Regions from separate parts of the Mus musculus genome. Here regions 1, 3, 4, 5, 6 and 7 are each linked to region 2. A link is a contact called in public promoter capture Hi-C data. All regions are on one chromosome and are shown on one strand. The core of a region is the stretch at or near the end of the contact, and the rest is flanking DNA. Distances in the headings are between cores, read along the strand shown. Region 1 holds the start of Cks1b (CDC28 protein kinase 1b). Region 2 holds the start of Mex3a (mex3 RNA binding family member A). Region 3 holds the start of Slc50a1 (solute carrier family 50 (sugar transporter), member 1). Region 4 holds the start of Efna3 (ephrin A3). Region 5 holds the start of Pmvk (phosphomevalonate kinase). Region 6 holds the start of Adam15 (a disintegrin and metallopeptidase domain 15 (metargidin)). Region 7 holds the start of Pear1 (platelet endothelial aggregation receptor 1).

What was found. Promoter capture Hi-C pulls out the DNA fragments that hold promoters and counts their contacts.
Region 1: a promoter capture Hi-C map of cranial neural crest shows a contact between it and region 2. The contact joins the promoter of Cks1b here to the promoter of Mex3a in region 2. A contact is called at or near these places in 3 of 39 promoter capture datasets (cranial neural crest, hippocampal neurons and liver) and 1 of 115 datasets of contacts at active chromatin or transcription factors (pancreatic cancer cells).
Region 3: a promoter capture Hi-C map of liver shows a contact between it and region 2, with 3 times the contacts expected there. The contact joins the promoter of Slc50a1 here to the promoter of Mex3a in region 2. A contact is called at or near these places in 7 of 39 promoter capture datasets (the C10 cell line, cranial neural crest, frontonasal cranial neural crest and 3 more) and 3 of 115 datasets of contacts at active chromatin or transcription factors (craniofacial prominence, kidney and pancreatic cancer cells).
Region 4: a promoter capture Hi-C map of liver shows a contact between it and region 2, with 2.2 times the contacts expected there. The contact joins the promoter of Efna3 here to the promoter of Mex3a in region 2. A contact is called at or near these places in 5 of 39 promoter capture datasets (cranial neural crest, embryonic stem cells, hippocampal neurons and 2 more) and 1 of 115 datasets of contacts at active chromatin or transcription factors (pancreatic cancer cells).
Region 5: a promoter capture Hi-C map of hippocampal neurons shows a contact between it and region 2, with 2.0 times the contacts expected there. The contact joins the promoter of Pmvk here to the promoter of Mex3a in region 2. A contact is called at or near these places in 4 of 39 promoter capture datasets (cranial neural crest, hippocampal neurons, liver and 1 more).
Region 6: a contact with region 2 is called in a promoter capture Hi-C map of liver, with 2.2 times the contacts expected there. The contact joins the promoter of Adam15 here to the promoter of Mex3a in region 2. A contact is called at or near these places in 1 of 39 promoter capture datasets (liver) and 2 of 115 datasets of contacts at active chromatin or transcription factors (embryonic midbrain and pancreatic cancer cells).
Region 7: a contact with region 2 is called in a promoter capture Hi-C map of pre-B cells, with 2.4 times the contacts expected there. The contact joins the promoter of Pear1 here to the promoter of Mex3a in region 2. A contact is called at or near these places in 3 of 39 promoter capture datasets (liver and pre-B cells) and 1 of 115 datasets of contacts at active chromatin or transcription factors (pancreatic cancer cells).

Annotation. Positions count from the first base shown.
Region 1 is chr3:89,416,926-89,419,743 of GRCm38.p6, reverse strand. It overlaps Cks1b (CDC28 protein kinase 1b), which reads left to right and starts at 1,453. Exons shown (of 3, transcript NM_016904.1): 1 at 1,453-1,589. The coding sequence starts at 1,531. It also overlaps a transcript of Shc1 not described here.
Region 2 is chr3:88,530,494-88,533,420 of GRCm38.p6, reverse strand. Mex3a (mex3 RNA binding family member A) reads right to left here and starts at 1,475. Exons shown (of 2, transcript NM_001029890.3): 1 at 573-1,475. The coding sequence starts at 1,026. Gm38618 (a long non-coding RNA gene) reads left to right here and starts at 1,541. Exons shown (of 2, transcript XR_867447.3): 1 at 1,541-2,064.
Region 3 is chr3:89,269,128-89,271,827 of GRCm38.p6, reverse strand. It overlaps Slc50a1 (solute carrier family 50 (sugar transporter), member 1), which reads left to right and starts at 1,258. Exons shown (of 6, transcript NM_009057.3): 1 at 1,258-1,442; 2 at 1,689-1,766; 3 at 1,878-2,001; 4 at 2,617-2,700. The coding sequence starts at 1,363. Efna1 (ephrin A1) reads left to right here. Exons shown (of 5, transcript NM_010107.4): 5 at 1-98.
Region 4 is chr3:89,321,587-89,324,617 of GRCm38.p6, reverse strand. It overlaps Efna3 (ephrin A3), which reads left to right and starts at 1,679. Exons shown (of 5, transcript NM_010108.2): 1 at 1,679-1,912. The coding sequence starts at 1,785.
Region 5 is chr3:89,457,513-89,460,532 of GRCm38.p6, reverse strand. Pmvk (phosphomevalonate kinase) reads right to left here and starts at 1,415. Exons shown (of 5, transcript NM_026784.3): 1 at 1,069-1,415. The coding sequence starts at 1,163.
Region 6 is chr3:89,348,586-89,351,375 of GRCm38.p6, reverse strand. It overlaps Adam15 (a disintegrin and metallopeptidase domain 15 (metargidin)), which reads left to right and starts at 1,348. Exons shown (of 23, transcript NM_001037722.3): 1 at 1,348-1,567; 2 at 2,749-2,790. The coding sequence starts at 1,489. Dcst1 (DC-STAMP domain containing 1) reads left to right here. Exons shown (of 16, transcript NM_029974.2): 16 at 862-1,157. The coding sequence ends at 1,113. It also overlaps a transcript of Dcst2 not described here.
Region 7 is chr3:87,767,567-87,770,268 of GRCm38.p6, reverse strand. Pear1 (platelet endothelial aggregation receptor 1) reads left to right here and starts at 1,316. Exons shown (of 25, transcript NM_152799.2): 1 at 1,316-1,391.

The DNA.
Region 1 (2,818 bases), core at 204-2,703, 890 kb before region 2:
AAAGCCTCAGGAATGTTTCCAGCAGGGAAGGTTAGGCAAGTGGGGCCAGGATGAATGCCAAACTAGAATATCTGGATAGGGGGAGGGGTCTTGTAAAAACAGCGGAAAGGACGAGAACCTCTACTCCTGTCTCCAAAACAGTTTTTCTTTTGACAGCAGGAAAACTTTGACTCCCGTTAGGCTCACACAAACCAATGCTTAGTCCAATCCAGGCATGGGAAGGTGCCATCTATGGCTGTCTTTGGGATGGGGTCTCAAAGGAGTCAAGAGTCTCCTTTCCTTCATCCACTCTCCAGCTGTAAACGAAATTCAGTCCCTTCGACTTAATTCACTCTCGAAGGTTACGGGGGTGGGCGAAGAGGGGAGAGGGGCGACGCTGCTAATAAGCTCACTCCTTACAACCACAAATTTCAACCCCCCACCTTATGGAGCACCAGAGCTCAGGAGAATTAAGCCCAAAGCTTAAAACAAGGAGAGGGATATAGAAGCGGATGAAACGTCAGGCATTTAAGACCTGGGTTTTGCGGCACTGACCCAAGCCCAAGAGGAAGGAGAATCCTGAGGGGACAAGGTCCCTAAACAGGGAGTACGGCACATTCCCAGGATCGGACGTGGACAGTGGAAGGGGCGGGTCCCAAAGGGGCGGGGTCCCAAAGAGGCGTCACTTCTACAAAGTCACATCGGTCTTTCAAAAGCACGGTTTTCCCTCTTTTGGAAGCCAGGCAATGGATAGACTGGGTTCAACCGAGAATCCTGAAGAGGCAGACTCAGAGAGAGAACAAGGAAGACTAATCATATGGTGCTGGGAAACACGTCTGGGGGTGCGATTCCCAGGAAAGTAAGACCACAGGGTGTGGTCGCGATCATAAGAGACAAGTCGGGGTTCAGGGAGCCCCTTGAAGTAGGAAGGTGGGACTTCCGGAGAGGGGTCTCGGGGGCGGGACTTATACAGCAAGACCGGAAGTAGGGTCCTGGGAGAGGGGTTCCGGGGTGGAAGAGGAGTTGGTCGCCACAGAAAGAAAGTCTAGACTTACCAGGGTCTCATGGAGTCTCCGCACCGCACCGCGGGCCGATCTGGTTCCGGATCACGCAACTGTCTGCTTAAGTCACCGCCCCAACTTTCACCCCAGCCTGGGCCTCCCCAGACAAACTTTATTACACTCACTTCCGGCCTCACTAACCCCTGACCCCCTACCTCGCTGTCCCTCCTTTACCCGTCTGCTTTCCAAAGTTGGCCAATGGCTGCGCCAGCAGGCTCAAGGGGCGCAGTGAGAGCCAATGAGAATCCTAGTTTGACCCAGCTCATTCTTCAGAAACCTGAGCACAGCACTCCATTTACGACTTGAAGAGACGCCAAAGCAAGCCAATCGAGGACTTCAAAATGGAGCTGTCCCGCCTTCGGCCGCAGAGACCAATAGGAAGTGCGGGCGGTGTGTTTGAAAGCGAGGCCAAAGAGGGTGGGAGCGCGTGCTGCTGGGAGTTGTCTGGAGGCCTGCGGCGCGGGGCTGAGCGCCCTCGGACAGAGCAATCATGTCCCACAAACAAATCTACTATTCGGACAAATACGACGACGAGGAGTTCGAATACCGGTTAGTGCCGGCGCGGGGACTACAGACAAAAGAGAGCACGCGAGGAGTTAGTTACCTAGGCCGGAGTGGGAGGCGGGGGATGGGGGCGGGGGACAGTGTAGAACGGGCGCGTGCGCAAGGAATTACCGGGGAGTGGGGTGGGGGTGGGATTGGGTACAGCAGCAAAGCACATGCGCAAAAGGTGGACGGAGGATGTAAAACAATGAAAGGGAACTTAGAGTTGGCCGGCTGTTAAATTGAAGCGTCTTGTAGCTCTGATCAGTTTTACCTCTGGGAATTCACATCACTAAAGCAACTTTGTTGTGGCGATTTCCCTAATAGGAACTGCTCGCGTTACTGAAATCTCAAAGTCTGCTGGGAGAAAGAAGGTAGCCCGTGCAGAACTGAAAGTTTCATGCTCTTGATGAAAGGACGGTTCTAAGAGAGCCTCAGTGTTGGTGGTTTTTAGTTTATAAAAAAGATGAGTAGTTGTCAGCCTTGTTTTAGATAGGCTTTTACAGGACTTGGAGTGGCATGAAGACTGTGGCCGTGGGTAGATACCTTTCAAATACTTGATCATTCATGGCGCGCATAGAGGTTTCAAGTGTTTTCTGTTAAGGTGCAAGATAAGCTGGTACGGTAGCTCACATCTTTAATCTCAGCATTCTGGAAGCTGAGGCTGCAGGATTGTCATAGGGTCCAGCCCAGATCACACTACAGATGGAACCTTGTCTCAAGTGTAAAGTACTCAGCTGTTTTCCACGTCTGTAACAATGTTACACTTACAGCATTTGCATGGCTGGAGAAATGAGTGGCTTCATCTCTGGGAAGCTGTAACTCCAGCTTAGCCTTGGCATTTTTGTTTAAAGGAGGGGTTTGTTTGGGTTTCTTTTTTTTTTTTCTTTTTTTTCTTTTTTTTCTTTTTTTTTTTTTTTTTTTGGTTCTGTGTATCGAAGTCACAGTTAGAATGGAAGCTCTTTTCTGACATTTGGACAACAATGGGGTGGGGCTCTTGTTATTATCACAAAGGAAGAAGCATTTAGTACATCTTCACTGAGCATGATAAAGTAAATCTACTTGGGGTAGCCTGAGTCAAGTCAGGTAATTTTTTGCCATAAACTTATGTTTGGGAAAGCTTGGGATTTTCCAAGTATCATAGCACATCCCTTAGAAGTATGAACATTTGCATGTTTGTCTTCATACCTGTTCCGTAAAAGGCCTTTCCACACAGTCCTAGAGTAGGTAACCAG
Region 2 (2,927 bases), core at 226-2,725:
TAAGCGACCAAGGGACCCCTCTTTGCCAAGGGCTCCCTCATCACCTCTCCCCAGACTGGGACCCTCCCCTGGGCCACACCCCCTTTCATTCCTACACTCAGCCCAACAAAGAGGCAGCTCTTCAGTCGGGCTTCGTGGACTAGGTCTCCCTCAGAGTCCCCAACTCCAACAGCAGAAGGTCCCAGGAGTGCCCCCTCCCCAGTATACAAGCAGAAACTAGAGTAGGGGCTCCCAAGTAATTGCACATTCCGTCAGTCCTTCCAGCCAGGAGCCGACACCCCCTCCGCACAGACCCTGGGATTGGGAGGCAGCTCCCCCTCCCCTTTCCTCTCCCAGTTCCAGGATATTTCTTTGTCTACGGGCGGAGCCCCAGGGGAGGAAGGGTCCCGAGAGTCGTCCCGACTAGGGGTAGCAGGGAACTTTGTGGCACTTGGAATCTGGGCAGGGGGCGGGGCCCCCTTTGTCGGGAAGGGACAGAGCCAGAGGCGCGCAAAGAAGGAAGCGATGAACTTTCCGTGCCGGGGACAGCAAGCCCCCACTCCAACCCTCGCAGTGTCCAGACGCCCGCTTACCTTGCCTGCCCACGATCTCGGCCACGTGCTCGGAGGTGGGCACGGGAACGCACTCCGTGGTGTTGCTGCTGCCCTTCAGTCGCAGCTCGGCCTCTTTGTAGAGCGCGCAGAGCTTGGCGTCGTTCGCCCCTTTGGGGGCGGTGGGGGGCTGGGGCGTCTGCGCCGCGGGGGCCGCGCTCGGGGCGGCCGGGGCCGCCGCGGGCGGCGGCGGCGGGGCCGGCTGCGGGGGGGCGGCCGGCTGCGCGGGGGCGCCGCCCCCCCCACCTCCCCCGTCCTCGCCCGCCGTGGGGGCGGGGGGCTCCCCCAAACCCAGGAGGCAGAGTTGATCAAGAGCCAGCTGAAGGGCGCGCTCGTCTTCCAGCAGCCCTCGGTCCTTAGCGCTTCCCCCGAAACATCCTAGTTCTCCAAAGCCCCCATTTCTTTCCATTATTCCAGATACCACTAGACTAGGCATGGCGAAACAAAAGCTGGGGGAGAGAGGGAGAGAGAGAGGTGGTGGAAGGGAGAAGAGGAGAGAGGAGGGGAGGGGAGAGGAGAGGAGGGGGTGTGTGGGGAGGGGGAACAAAGAGCTGGGGAGGGGGGAAGAAAGCGAGATAGAAAGATAGACCCACCCCTAAGCCCCCCTCCCCAAGCACCCTGTAACCTGACTCCCCTCGCCCCAGCCCCCGGGTGGGGGTGGGGGAAAAGAAGCAAAACCAAGAAAGCAGATCTCCTCTCGCTCCGGGGTGACGGGGTGGGGTGGGGGGCTGCGGGCCCTAGCCCCCACCCCTCCGCCTCGGACCCAGAGTCTCTACCCTCCGCCGAGCAGACGCCCCCTTAGGTTCCCGCACCGAGCCCCAGTCCCGGAGCGTCGCTCAGTGGCCCCCAATAGAGCCCAGCCCCTTCCAGCGCTCAAACTCTTTTGTTTTAAATGAACTGGATGGAGCAGCATGGAACTGACGGGAGGGGGGCGCGCCGGGGGCGCCCGGGGCATGCCGGGAGTTGTAGTTTCCCGCCCTCGGGCGCGGGGAGGAATTCCTCAACCCGGGCAAGAAGGGGATTGCGCCCCTCGGGCTCTGCCCACTGGTCACGGGAAAAGCCTCGGGTGGGTTGGGAGTTGTGGTCCGAGAAATTTTAGGAGCTGGCAGTATGCGGGAAGGGAGCGGGTGTGGAAAGGCGTTTCTCCTCTGCCCGCGGGTCCCGGGCCTCTTTCTTATGGTAATGAGGGCCGGGGCGGAGCGGCCTCGTGGCTGCAGTGCCCTCCCTCCTCCCGCGCGCGATCGCGGAGTCCACGGGCTCGGGCCTCTGGGAGAGAGCTGGTGGAGCAGACAAAGCCCGCGGCCGCTACAGTGGGAGGAGCAGGTCTCTGCGCTGTGTGGGGGCCAGGAAGGGGCGTTCGGTTGGGGGTGGGACCCCCGGTAGAGGATGTGGTTCCCTCTCTTCTCGGAGGTAGCAAGCCCTTCCCCCTCCCCCAGCCCCCCAGTTCCGGGATCTCAGAGGCCACGACTGGGAGGTGAGTTAGTTCGTGCCCCCGTGGTCCGTGCAGTGACCCGGGGAGGATGAGGAGGCGTGGAGGGAGAGGATGGGGGTGGGGGCTGATCCGGGAAGCCAGAAGGGTCCTAGAGGCTTCGTATGGCTTAATTTGGAGCCTTGAACCTTGAGTAACAGGAGTGAGATTGGGGGCCCCTGAGAACCCAGGTTTTTTATTTTTACTTTTTTAGACCTGAGCCTCGAATATAGTGGAGGAAATCTTTTGTCCCTTAGGACGGTCATTTCGCTGTTTCCTTTGCCTCCTTTATAAACCAGTAATTCAGCCCTTTTAACCCTAGAAATATGGCGAAAGAGATCATAAATAAGCTTTTAAGATTTGACTGTTAAGAGGGGAGTTAGAGTGTACTGCATTCTTTTCTCTTTCTTTCTTTTTTACTTCCCCCCTACTCTGTATCTTCTGGTTTTTGTTTTTGTTTTTCTTTCAAGAGAGGGATGGGATCTAAAGGTCTTGTGGTCAGGCTCAAGGAGTCACCTCCCCAAGTTGGATCACAGTAGATGGGTATGCTGGGTGGGTAGGAGTCCCGCCCCTGCCCGAGGGGTTTCCTTTGGGAAATCTGAGCTAGTCTAGAGGAAAAGTTTTGCATGAAGGTAGGGCAGTAGATTGACAATGGGGATGTCAGGAGGCACAGTGAGGCCAAAGGCCAGGAGGGCTGAGCTCAGGCCCGGTCCTTATAAGCTGATTTTTGGAAAGTGCGTTTGCACAGCATTTGGGAAGGCTGGAGTCTGAGCTGAGTGGTCGGTGGGTATGAGAGTTGTGGCTCTCCCCCTTCGGTATAGATGGTGAAGGAGAACTTTGAGCTGAGGGACCTGGCTAGCTAGAGTAGG
Region 3 (2,700 bases), core at 9-2,508, 740 kb before region 2:
ATATAAATGTGCTGTATCTGTTCATTTCTATGACTGCAGGGTTTTTTTATACAGTGTTTTTGGATTCATAATAAATTGATGGTTTTTTATGGACATGCTTTTCTGCCCCACCATGTTGATTTGTGACCAGTGTCCCCATTGTGTGTTAGGCTCTGTGCTAAACAGAAGCAATGGGGGGGGGGTGTGGGGGGGGGCAGGTATAATGCAGAGCTCCTTTTGCGGCTGAGGTGGGAAGGTTAAAAACTTGAGACTGCATGAGTAACTCAGACCTTGCCTCAAACTCAAAAATAAAAGGCTGGAAATGTACCCCAAGAAGTAGAGGGTTACCTAACGTGTGTCAGCCCTGAGTTCAGTCCTCAGGAGCACAAAACATAAGTAGCCAGGCATGGTGGCTCCTGCCTGTGACCCCAGCACTCAGAAGGTTGAAGCAATGTTGCCAAAATTCCAATGCCAGCCTGGGCTACAGTGTGAGACTTTGTCTCACCAAAACAAAACAAAAAAAGTAAATAAAAGACAAAATAAATAAATGGCTAGGATCAGTCTTACCAGGCTAAAGGAGTTTACTCCTGAGGGTTCTGCACAACTCCCTGCAAGAGTGGGCTATAGATTCCTCTCCGCACCCACTCTTTGTTCTTCCTGTCCAACTTCACCAGCCTCGAGCGCTGGGCTTTGGCACACCATGCAGGTACTCATGCTGTCTGGGTGAGTCAGGGAGCTGGATGCCAGCTGAAGCATGTGCGCTGCCCCACCAGCAGAGCCGCCTGGGAGGCTGGGAGGGAAAGTTCCCAGCAGCAAGTATGTTGGAACAGGGGGCCAGGGGTAGGCTTGTCCTTGGATAGGGCAGGTCGTGTAAGAGAGGACATCTGAAAGAGGATGGCAATTCCTGCTTTTGGGGGACAGACTGGAAAGAGGTTTCAATAACCTCCAGGAAAACCCTCCCAAAGCTGGGTAACCAAGGTTCTGATATGAATTGGGGGCGCGTTGAAGACCTGTGAGACTAAATTTGAGGTTTGTGGTCCAGCACACAAAAGCATACAAGAACCCAGAAGTTGAGGCTAGTGGTCTCGATGATGCAAGGGGTGCGCAGTGTGAGGAGGGGTCGGATCGGGGACAAATGCAGGGGCACTACTAAAACCACTAAACGCAATCTGAACAGCACGATCAGGACCCAGGCCCGCACATTACAGCAAACCACCCGGCCAGCACGCGGCGCTGGTTTGGCTGGGTCCCCAGTTCCGGTGAAGTTCGGGCGAGGGCGGGTTCCGGCGCGGTTCCACGGGGAAGGGCGGAGCTTCGCCTTCCGCAGCTCCGGGTCTGAGCTACTGGAACTCCGCGCTGGGCTAGGGAACCGGCTCCGGTGGGATGGAGGCGGGCGGCGTGGCAGACTCTTTCCTTTCTAGTGCCTGCGTGCTCTTCACCCTGGGCATGTTCTCCACTGGCCTGTGAGAGTGTGGATGGACTGGGCTGGGGCAGGAAGTCAAGAAATGAAAGCGGGCAAGAGACGTGGCTGCAATATCTTGCTGCTTTTGGAACCCAGAATAATAGTGGAATAGGATTGGATGATTTGAGGTCCAAGGCGAGGCTGCCTCTTGGCCTGAGGGGGGAGATCTGCTTGTCGTTCAGGATGATTGGTAAACACCGAGAAATCTTTTACCCACTCCTAACAATTTCCTTTGGATCCCTTCCAGCTCGGACCTCAGGCATATGCAGAGGACACGGAGCGTGGACAACATCCAGTTCCTGCCTTTTCTCACCACGGATGTCAAGTGAGAGTGTTGTTGGCTGTGATGGGAAAGGCTGAGGGAGGTGCAAGAGATCCCTGGAGACCTGCTGCAACCCCAGCAGCCCCTTGGACCTTAATCCTCCTTCCCTCACAGCAACCTGAGCTGGCTGAGTTACGGAGTCTTGAAGGGAGATGGGACCCTTATCATCGTCAATAGCGTGGGGGCCGTGCTTCAGACTCTTTATATCCTGGCATATCTGCACTACAGTCCTCAGAAGGTAGAGGCCCTCCCTTGCACTCACCTCCACCCCACACCTGGCCATGTTGGCAGAGCATATAGTTCTATTTCCTGGAAGATTAGTGGGATGGCATTAATTCCCTTTCCTAGAAGGCCCTTCTGGTTCTCCTGCCCATGAAGTCAACCCTTTAAAATGCACACAGAGCCACCCACCCTCCCCTTGTTCGAAATGCTGGTGGCTTACCCAACCCCGTGGTGTCAAGATATCCTGTGCTCCCCCAACAGGCTGGGGGAAGAGGGCTATACTGTCTGATAGTTCCTTTAGGGTTAGGACCAGGGCCAATGGCTAAGAATGGCCATTCGCTCTGCTTCCCCACTCAGTCACACTAACATTTATTGGTCTCTTATTGTACATGTATGTGAAGCTCACATGAAAAGGGGAGGGATCTAAAAATGGCTCTCCCCTTCCCTGGGGATCTCCAGTGTTGTGTGGCTGAGATTTCTCTCAAATAACTGAGTGGTGAGAGGCTGACGTGAAGGCCGGGATAAAAGTTGATTTCCCCATTAGAGCATGGCAGAAGACAGGAGGAGGCAATTCCAGCAGAGAGATGAGTGTTCTGGGTACAGATGCATGTAAGACGCCTCTCCCCTGCAGCATGGTGTGCTCCTGCAGACGGCAACCCTGCTGGCTGTCCTTCTCCTGGGTTATGGCTACTTTTGGCTTCTGGTGCCGGACCTT
Region 4 (3,031 bases), core at 430-2,929, 790 kb before region 2:
AAGCAAAGGTATGGCACAGAGGGGCTGAGGCTGGGGCTGGGGCTGGGGCTGGGGCTGGGGCTGGGGCTGGAACTCCCAGGAGTAGGCAGTTAGCATTATTTGGGTGAAGCAAATCTCTTTGGGAATGAAGAGAGCTGTTTGCAAAGTCCCTCACTCCCATCTCAAAGGGCCTCATTTATTTTCTGGCTCCCAAGAAGAGAGAGAAGGTATCTCCCAGGAGTGGAGAGGTATCCCAGGAGGACAGCACCCACTCTTGCCTAGCAGCAGGGAGGCATGGTACCTACTGTGCATGCGGTGCCCTTCCCCCAAGGCAGGCGTGTGGTCAGGGCCTTGTACTGCCAAAGGTAACTGACTGAGGTGCTGCTATCTTTCCTACCTCTTGAAACACAACAAAACAGCAATGTGCCTGCCTCCCTGGGCACAGGTGCTGTGGGTTCTAAGAACCCAGTAAGGCCCGGTTCTGCTTTGTCTTTCAGTCTGGGCTTCTGGGAAAGAGACAAGATAAGGGGTGAATGCCTAGTAGATCTGTATTCTGGATCCCTCACAAAGAGGGTCAATCACATGGGAGAAGAGTGTGTCTGTATACGTCAGTGTCTCTGTCTAGGGGCCTATGTTTACACCAATTTCTACTCTATAGGCACCTTGTGTGCCTAGATTGGACTGTATGTCAAGTGTCCATTGCTCCTGTTTCTGGATATGGACACCTTTATTTTTTTTCTCTCCCATCGCTGTGTGCATGTCATCTTTGTGCCTGTATGTCCCTAAGAAGACAACTGCTGTGGCAAGTGCTGGAATATAAGGTGCCCTCTGTCCTTAGAGAAAGCATCTATGGAAGCAGGAATGAGCGTGCCTAAGGACATCACTGAGGGAATCGGAGGCAGTGAGGGGACCTCTGTGGGCTTTCCAAGAAGACTGCTCCATTCCTGCCTGGCTCCAACTCGCCTTGGCAACTCACCACCACCAAATACCTTTGCCCTGGATTACCATAGAAGGCTTAGGCTTTTTTTTTTTTTTTTGAGACGGGGCGGGGGGTGGGGGTGGGGGGACACGGTCTCGCTGCGTAGCCCTGCCTGGCCTGGTACTTGTTACACAGACCAATGTAGGTGCCCTCGAACTCACAGAGATCTGCCAGGCTCTGCTTCTAGAGTGTCAGGATTAAGGAAGTATAGCTACTGTGCCCAGCCCCCAGAAGGTGACACTCTGGGCTGAGGTGTTCTGGTTTGGCTTCAGGTGAGGGCCTTCAGGCAGCCAGCTGTTAGCTCTTGGTACCACCTGAAGGCTTCCCCATCTTGTGTCCATTTAACTCCTTGCACACATGGAAAGGGGTGGAGGAAGTAGAGGTCCGATATGGGTCTACTCTTGCTTATTCCAGACGTAGATCTTCGCTCAACGCCCCCACACTCTATGGAGAAAGGTGTGGACCTACACCAGATGTATGTCCAGGTCTTGGCTTCCAAATCCTTCTGTGAACTCCAAGCTTGGGGGACCTAAAGACGCAAACCTCTGCAGCAAATCACCTAGGAGAGAGGAGAGGCGCGTTGTTCCTAAAGGGGCTACACAGTATGGGTCGCCCACGCGCGGCGCGCTCTGGGCTCAAGTGGGGCGGAGCCCCGCGTGAGCGCGCCAGGGGCGGGGCTTCGGGGGCGCGCCCAGAAGGGCGGAGGGAAGGATTGTGGGCGTGACTAAGATTGGGGGCTGGCAGCGGCGGCAGCAGGGAGCTGGGAAGCTGAGAAGCCGGGAGTGCGGGGCTCAGTCGGGGGGCGGCGGCGGCGGCGGCTCCGGGGATGGCGGCGGCTCCGCTGCTGCTGCTGCTGCTGCTCGTGCCCGTGCCGCTGCTGCCGCTGCTGGCCCAGGGGCCTGGGGGCGCACTGGGAAACCGGCATGCGGTATACTGGAACAGCTCCAATCAGCAGTGAGTCGGGGACCCGGAGAACCCGTGCGTCCCGCGTCAGTGATGGGGGAGCTGGTGGGCCCGAGAAGTCCTAGGGGAACCTGGCAGCAGTCCTGGGAGACAGGCTTGGTACCGAGAGGCGAGGGAGAGGGGACGCACTATGTGGGCGTCTGTGAAACTCGGGGGTGTCTGAGAGAAGCTGTTGGGGCATAGTAAAGAGCGCTCTGGCCGTGCGGAGGAGGCTGTTGGGGGTCCCTAACCCCATCTTGGTTTCTCTCCACACTCGCCAATGGAATAGTGTTCTCTGTCCCGTAGTCTCCCCCACCATCCACGCTCCTTTTGGCTAGGTTGAAGTCTGTGAGTACCGGTGTGCTAGGGATAGGCCGCTGCGTTTGGGAGCTGAAGGATGACCTGTTTTCAGCCTGTAATGTTGATGGGGTTCTGCTTAAGACTCTTGGTTTTAAAAGTGGGGTTCGGCATTAAGGCAGGAACTCCGATTCTCCACCTCCTCAGGACGAAGGGTAAGGGGTTGCTCTGGTTGTGTGAATAAGCCCTGCTGGGGTGAGCCGGGCCAGGGTCGCGAAGTTGGGGGGCCCTAGGAACGCAGGGTACTGGTGAGAAGGAAGAAGGCAGAGATGTCGGCATGTCACACACACACACACACACACACACGCACACACACACACACACACACGCACTGAAGCTAGGGACGGCGTATGGCACTGAGTGTGAACGGGCGTGCGCGGCTGTCAGTGTGCGTGTGTCTGTGTGTGATTTGTGTGTCTGCGTCGGCGACCGTCTAGGGGTGGGAGCGGGCGGCGGATCGGGGAGGGGGCTGCGGTCGGTGTCCGCGTGGCCAGTCTTGTCTGGGCTGGGGTGGCTCTTGGCGCCGCCGCGGTCTGGGCGGGTGTCAGGGCGGCCGTGTGGTTTCCTCCGGTGTGTGGCGCGGCGGCTCGGTGCCGGCTGCCGGACCGGGCCATCATTCTGCACAGTCCTTGCTGCCCTTGTCTTCTCCCTGCCGAGCTGTCGTGTGTATCACTCTGGCCACCTCAGTGTATTGGTAGGGGGATCCCTGGGGACACGGGGATCACTGTCACACCTGCCCGGGCGGTGGCGGCAGCTTTGCTTCTGACTCTCCGC
Region 5 (3,020 bases), core at 166-2,665, 930 kb before region 2:
GCTGAAGATGGGCCAAGTGTGGTGGCACATGCCTTTAATCCCAGTGCTGCTCTTCTTACAGACCAAGGCTCTATTCCCAGCACCCACATGAAGGCTCACAACCATCTGTAACTCCAGTTCTGGGGATCACCTGCCCTCTTCTGGCTTCCAAGAACACTCGCACACACCAAGGCACAAACCCACACCCATCACATAAACACATCTTTGAAAATAAATATCTAGAAAGGAAGGACAGAATGAGTGAATGGTGTTTCCAGGCAGGGCAGAGTGAGTGAACGGTGTCTCCAGGCAGGCCAAGCTGAATTTAAATCCTGAGTTTGCTACTTTATAACCCTAGCAAATTTAAAAATTTTAATACTAAAAATTCACCATGTTGTCCACTCTGGCCTTGAACTCCTACATGTATGAGCTCTCCCTGCTGCTGGACCACACACACACACACACACACACACAGAGACACACACACACAGAGACACACACACAGACACACACACACACAGACACACACACACAGAGACACACACACACACACCAGGTTTTAGCTCCTAAGGGCCCCTGCTTCTGCATCTGTGACATGGGATTGCTAATACCACTATTTGGTAAAGAAGCTAAATAGGTTAAATGAGATGATATAGACGCACAACACCTGGCATAGAATATTCCATAAATTCCTGCCATTGCAGGGTGTTCTGGGCAGATTCTCTTTGCAGCAGACACACTCAGGACGTGGTCTTGAAAAAAAACCTTTACAGTCTTGTTAGTCTCCTTATCTAGGCCAGTTACCTCAGACCACAATCATCAAACAGGAATGGCACGTTGAAGGTGCCAGCATAGTAATAGTAGTAATTCATGTTTCTTGAAGGCAGAGCTACATCTTCATAGATCTGCAGTGGCAGTCCCCTAGTTCTTTGAGGGAGATTTGTGCAGGCTGCTGTTTTACTGACCGTGAGGGTCTGCCTTCCCCTGCCCTGTCATCCTGTCCCTCCTTGCCCTCCACGAGCTCCCTCCATAAAGCCCTCCATCACTTGCGGTAGCGCCCTTCCTCGGTTTCCCTGCACCCGCGGACACCTGCTCTTCAGCCTCTCGGTCACGAAGTCCTTCCCGGATTTTCTCTTCCCGCTAAACAGCAGCACCAGACGCGGGGAGGCTCCGAGCGGGGCCATGGTGCCACCAAGCTTCACCAGGCCTAAAGCTGACACTTCGGACCCCTGAAATGCAGCCAAGCACGAAGTGGACCCGCTCAGTAGAAGCAAAAAGGAGGAGGGATCCCACTCCTTCTCCACACTACACAGCCCACATCGAAACCAGCGCGCAGAGAATGGGCGTAGAAACTGGAAGGGAAAGAGCCTTGCAGCCTAGTATCTAAGTACCTTTCCCGCCCCCCCCCGCCCTCCCCCCCCTGCGCAGCACGCACTTAGAACAGTCCACGCCCGCCCAGATGTGACGTCATGGCCCCGCCTTCTCGGCTGACAAGGTGAGCCGAGAGTGACGCTGGAAAGACTAGCCTCAAGTTCCCTTCTACACAACCGGCCAAACATAAAGATAAAGAAAAATAGTAATGTTGAAGGCATTTTCAAATCTGCCTTTTAATTTGTACGTTATAACTCATGCTCTAAAGCAAATATGTGTTTGCCCCGCACTAAAAATAGCTCTTTCCAAAGAAGTAACCAGACAATGACATGATAGGGTGTGTTTCTTGACGTCATAGCGAGGGAGGGGTTTAATGAACAGTATGCTATTTCACTGTTGAAAAGGTTTTGTAACTGCTGAAGCCTCCAGCTGGAACTAAGTGATCTTTTCTTTAGCCGCATACTCCTCTCCAAAGCTTTTCAGAATCTCGAAAAAGAACATTGGTGACATTAGTAACTTAGGTTAAGGAGTTTTGACGCCACTCTGAACAAGATTACCCAATTTCCTCCGGAGACCAACATCCAGCCAGAAGTTGAGAGGCAAAACTAAGAGTGTTCTGACACCTACTTACTGTTATCTGTAGATATAAATTGCTGTCCTACATTTTTCTAAGCTTATCAAAATAAAGCCTGCAGCCTATGACTGCCTCCAGTGTATAAGACTGCAAAGTCTTGTGAAAACCAAAGTGAAACGTAAAGAAACTCTTAGGAAAATCATTTCTTTGCGTATTCGAAAGAGGCTTCGGCGAAGAGATGACTCCGCAGCTAAGAGCACTGGCTGCCCTTGCTGAACACCCACCTAGCCGCTCATAACCAGCTGGAACTGCAGTTCCAGAGGACCTAAAGCCCTCCCTTAGCCTCTGTGGGAACTGCATGCACGAGGTACACAGACATACGGGCAAAACACATAAATCATTTTAAAATAAAGAACAGGAGTGGTCAGGTACAGAAAGAGTGGACCGGGGAGGATCGCCAGAACTGAGGATGTCTGTCTGTTGATAGAGCCTCTGCCTAAGCCTAGGTTTGAGGGCCAGCACTGAATAAACTAGGTTTAGTGGCAAGTGCCAGCCAGCACTGGAAATGGAAGCAGACAAATTCCAGGCCAGCCTGGGCCATAAAATAAAATAAAATAAAATAAAATAAAATAAAGAGAAGGAAGTGAGAGGCTTGGTAAACAGAGGAAAGCAGAACTGTACAACAAAATACTTTGTAAACTTTAAAGTATCCACTCACAGCAGACTGTTTGTTTTAAGCACTGTGATTTCACAGTTTGTAAGTCAGCACATTGTCCCACCTCTGTGCAATAAATATTTCTCTGGGTCCCACCGAAAGCTGGCTCTCACCAGGCCAACGAAGCCTATATAGGGTGAAGTCACTTGTGGCCTCCTGCTCACTAAGCCCTCACTCAAAAGAAATCAGAACTTCCACCCAGAATTCTGAACCTGCCTGACATAACTCACCCCTTCCTTCAGCCCCACCCTGGAATCAAATTTCCCTGGAATTCTAGTCCCAATCACAAAACTTCCGAATGTATTTGCCTAAGCCAGGCAATGGTGGCACACATTCTTGATCTCAGCACTCAGGAGTCAGAGGCAGGAAGATCTCTGAGTT
Region 6 (2,790 bases), core at 99-2,598, 820 kb before region 2:
TGGCAACTGTATGAAGAGGGTATTCGGAAAGTGAGACTGTGGAATGGCCACAAAGCTTGGGACTTGGTTCCTGCCAGGTTTGACTCAGATCTGACTTAGGAAAGTTACACCATCTTTCTGAGATTTTTTTTGGGGGGGGGTTGAGTTTTTTGTTTGTTTGTTTGTTTTTCGAGACAGGGTTTCTCTGTGTAGCCCTGGCTGTCCTGGAACTCACTCTGTAGACCAGGCTGGCCTCAAACTCAGAAATCCACCTGCCTCTGCCTCCCAAGTACTGGGATTAAAGGTGTGCACCACCACCACCCGGAGAGATTTTTTAAAAAAGACTTAATTAAAATTTGCACTTATTTAATGTGTATGGGTGTTTTGCCTATGCATATGTCTGTGTCCTCATGGGTGGCTGGTGTCCAGGGAGGCCAGAAGATCATCCAGTTCCCTGGAACTCAAGTGACAGGCAGTTGTTAGCTATGTGGGTGCTGGGATTCAAACCTGGGTCCTCTGGAAGAGCAGTCAGGGTTCTTAACCACGGAACCATCTCTCCAGCCCAGTAAGGTGTAAATTGTGCCCTCCTCCCTTCTAAGCCTAAGTACCAAATTAAGCCGCTCCACAGGTGTACAGAATTGTTGTGGGTCATCCTTGGGAGTAAGTTTGGGCACGCCAGGCTCCGCAGCCCATCATGGAGAAGAAGACTCTTTCGATTTATCTCAATATCGCCCTCGAGGGCTCTTCTTGTCTACCCCAGCTTCCTCCAATATAGCATTGTCAGGCCTTGGGACTTCATACATTAAGAGCTGCCCAGTGCCCCTGACAACCCTTTCTGCTCAGCCCACTTGGCATTAACCAATCCACCTCATCTTCCAACAGCCCCACTACCTGGTGGAGGCTCTGTATCGCCGGTGCCCTCTCCTGCACCGCTTCATGCGTCAGCGCTGTGTGGTGTGCCAGGCAATGGAGACGCCGGATTCCTACGTGTGCCCCACACCAGACTGCAAGGCCCTGTACTGCCGGTCGTGCTGGGACGACATGCAACGGCTCTGCCCGGTGTGCACGCCCCGCGAAGAGCTCTCGTCATCCGCCCACAGCGACAGCAACGACGACGCTGTGTATGGCGATTGAAGGGATGCTGCCCGCCTTCTTGCTTAATAAAGTGTGATGCACGCTCCTGCGGCTGGTGCTTCGCAGGCATCCGGGATTGGGTGAGCCGGAAGAACTGGCCCGCACAATCTCCACGAAGCCGGGCTACAGACGGGAGGCAGGATGGAGGGAAGGCGCGAGTCTTGTGGTGTCCAAACCCATCCCGGTAGCTGCCGGAAAGAGGCTGCGCTGAGCGGCAGGGGCGGAGCCTCAGACGGGGCGGGGCGGAGCCTCAGACGGGGCGGGGCGGGGCCTAGTTGCTGCGCTGCACCGAGCTGGTGTCCGGCGGGGCCGTGGCTGCTCCTCCACGCGTAGCCCCGCACCTGCTGCCCCAGTCCAGCCCGGAGCTCCGCGGCCATGCGGCTGGCGCTGCTCTGGGCTCTGGGACTCCTGGGCGCGGGCAGCCCTCGGCCCTCCCCGCCGCTGCCAAATATAGGTGAGTTCCCAGGACAGTGGGTCGAGGGGATGATTTGGAAAGAGGTACAAGGAAACCCGGAGGCAATGGGGTGTTGGGGTCTGCCGGAGCCTAACCAGAGGGCAGCCTGCGTGATCTGCGGACCAAAGCCTAGGGCCAGGTAATTTGGAGAACGAAAGGAAGAGGAGGATGGGGAGGAGGAGGAGGAGGAAGAGGAGGAGGGAGGATGGCGTCCTCTGTCCTGAAGTCCCGAGTTATCCCTGCAGACACTTTTGAGTCTCAGGCACTGAAGAGCGTGCGCGGGGGGTGGGGGTGGGGCGCTCAGATCATGGAAAGAGTCACTCCTTAGGACTGACGTCTTCGTCTCTCTAGTGCCTAGCTGACAGTTCTACTCAATGAAGTGCCCGGACTAGCTAGTGGGGTTTTAGTGAAAAGGATTATTTTCAGCCGTTCATTCCAGACCTGGGCGGCCAGCACCGCTCACTCGGGTGCGGTTGCCACCAGAAGCCTGGCGGAGCGGGAGGGGCCCGGAGGAGCCAGGGGAGGGAGCTTTCGCCAGGAAAGAGACTGGGACACCAACTCCTCCTTGGAACTTTCACTTCCCGCTGCTGTCTTGGGCTGGGGGCCGAGAGGGTAGGCGGGGGTGGAGTGTCCGGAGAGGAGAGGGCCATTGTTGGGGGGTGCTGGCGGAGGAAGCGGAGGCTGTTGGGAACGGGTGCGCCTGACTGGGCATCAAGGCTGTTTAGGGAGGTCAGAGTGTTTGCACTGCTCACCCAAAGATGGGTGTTCCCGGCAGGCATCTCTACTGTGAGGGAAAAGGAAGGGCAAGTGGGCACTAGGCCACAGACTTCTCTTAGACCTAAGAAAGGGCATTCCTGATTGGGTGGGGAGTGTGATTGGGAAGGGATGGGAACAAGGGAGGGCCCCCGTGAAAATCTTGGGATTGGCCAAAGGGAAGGCAAGGAGGAGCTGCAAGCTGGATACTCTGAACTTTGGGGACTTATGGGTGAAATCCGTAAGTTGGGGAAAAAAAAACCCCTCCTTCCCATATCCTCCTTTAAATCCTGGCACACACTGCAGGACCGCTTAAGTCACTGATATAGCCTTCTGTGCTGAGGGTCGGTGGGTCTGAGGACACTAGTGATTCCAGCCTTGCTAGGGATTTCCTCAGCAATCTCTTAGGATGTTCTGGGACCCTGCAGGAGGCACTGAGGAAGAGCAGCAAGCCAGCCCAGAGAGGACGC
Region 7 (2,702 bases), core at 67-2,566, 760 kb after region 2:
CAAACAGCTTGGAACCACAATATCCAAGAATCAGGAATTGTCAGGACACAGCAATCCTGTTCTTGAATAGCCCAGTGCTGTCACCTGCTGTAGTAGAGAACACCCAACGGCCCAGAAACTTTATGGTGAGGGGAAGAAGATGGACATACGTGAGTACATACTCTATGATGACATTTACACGGATATTCTAGAAATATAAACTACAGAAAGCAAATCAAAACTTTCGTGGGGTTTGGGCTAGGGGTGAGGACGGAATCTGCGTCCTTACTGTAGCCTAGAGTAGGTACACTGGGGGAGATGGACTTTAAAACATTAGATTGACTTCTGTTGCAGGGGAGGGAATATGTACCATGCTATGGCACTGTTGTGGGCATAGATGACAAGTTTTGGGATTTGATTCTCACCTTCTACCATGTGGGTCCCTGGGTTCAACCTCAGGTCATCAGGCTTGGTGGCAAGCGCGTTACACCCCCTCGACCCCTCCCTGAGCCATCTCTCCATCCCCAGAGAGGGACATTTTAAACCACACTTTTATTGGGATGAACACATTTGTCTAAGCCAATGAAACAGCATGCTAAGTAGAATAAGCTAGATGTGGAAGGTCGGAGGCCGGAGCTGAGGTACATATAGCCTAACTTCACGATGGCTACCAGGGCCAGGGGATGCAGACTGAGTTTCAGTTTGGGATGAGGAGAAAGCTCTGGAAATTGACAGTAGCAAAGGTTTCGTATATGTGAAATACTTTATGCCACCGAACTGTATACTTAACATTTGTTGAAAGGATGTGTTTTATATTGTGTATGTTTTGCCACGATAAAGTTTTGGAACATTATTCATCAAGCCAAGTGGGCTTATTTTTATTATATGTCAATCACTCTTAAATAAAGGTGTCCCTGCTGTTTAGAATTCAACCTAGGGCCTGCAGCATAAGCCACACTCCCCCAGGCCCAAGTTGTCTTTGTTCTGAGACCTGACTGTGGTAGGTCGCTGAGTTCTTCGGAGCAAGCTGATGAGCAAGATCTGCTTTCTTTATGTAGCAGAATCCTGCTTCAACTCTTGCAAAGGTCCCAAAGATCTGACCGCGCAGGCAGGGTGCCCCTCCCCTGAAGGCCGCCAGGGGGCGCCGCCGGGCAGGAAAGAGGGGCGTCGGGTGGACCGCGACGCCGGGAGCCGGGGCTGTCAGGTTGGGCGGCTCTCCCCGTCCACTTCGCAGACAGGCGTGCGGAGGGCTGACCCCACCCGGCCGGGCTCCAGCCTCCCCGCGCGGACTTCCTGCCTGGGCGCGGGCGGAGGCCCACCCCCTTCCTGCCCGCGCAGCCAGCTCTGTCGGCCAGCAGGACCCGTCGGTACAACACGCCGCTCTGAGCTCCGAGCTCCGAGCCCCGAGGCAGGTGAGTGACCTGCCCTGGGCTCTGGAGCCCGAGACCGCTGGGCTGAAACCTGAAGAGAGGAAAGGAGGAGATGGAGTGGGGACTCCTGTGTGTGTGTGTGTGTGTGTTCCGTCTAAGTGGAAAGAGAAGAGAAAGGAGAAAGGAGAGAGTTAGGGGAAGAGAAGAAAGTGAGATCTAAGTAGAGAAAGCCGCCTAAGTGAAAAGAGAGAGAGAGAGGAGAGAAAGAAGAGAGCGAGCAGAGAGGGAGAGGGAGACCTAACTAAGTAGAAAAAGAAAGCTGCGTAGCTCTGAGGATAAGGAGCTAGGATGGGGACCAGCCTGGGAGAGCTCTCTTCTCGCCCTGAGGAAGGCAGCCTGCAAGTCTCCTGGATTCCAGTGTGCTGTTTGCTAGTGTAGAACCATGGTGGTGGTACCGAAGCCCTGAAAAGCAACCCTAAACCTTGTCTTCCCTCTATCCCCCAATTTCTTCTTTCTGGGAGGACCAACAAAACACAGTTGCCTGCCTGTCTCCTCCTATGTCTCGCGGAGAAAGACCCTGTTTAGTGTTCATAGTGTTGCCCCCTACCCCTGCCCAGGGAAGAGATTGGATTTGCGTGTCCTTTCCCATCTTGTAGGGGAGAGGTCAGCCATAGGCACCTACAGTCTCTGAGGCTTGTTTATTGTTGTTTTTTTGTTTGTTTTTCTTTTTCCTGGATGATGTGGGCCCATAGCCAGGCTGATAGTGTGAGCCCTGGGGCCCGGGAACCCAAGCTCCATCCAGCAAGGCCTCCCTCACTTCGCATCCCTGTTTCCAGCCTCTAGCCACGGACTCGTGACTCCTTGTTTTGGACTTTTAGTAGAGCCTGCTGCCCCAGCTGGGGACGGTGACCCCTGGTCCCCGGAGACTGGAACAGCGTGTGCTGGTTGAAGTTCCCAGGCTCAGCCAGGCCTTAGCTCTAGGCAGGGCCGGATAAGGGGTCAGTTCTCAACCCCTGCCTATGCTAGGCCTAGGGGGTTGGAGGCTGTTCTCCAAACCCAACTCCAGCCCACAGTACAGTGCCCTACCTCTGGCTGTGTGTGCATGGGTGAGATGGGTGTGGGCTGGCCTCCCACCTGCCAGCCTACCCTGCTTGGCTGCTCTTCCAAAACCTGCCCCCTCCCTGGCTTGCCTTTTTCTTCTCAGTGAAGGGTGAAGTGGGAGGGTTGGCTTCTGCTTCTCCACTCCATTCCAACATGCCCTATCAGACAACCCAGAAGAGGAAACCCTCCCCAGGCAGCCTGCTCCACCAGCGAGAAACCCAGAGAAAGATAGTTGCCACAGCCACTGTATGT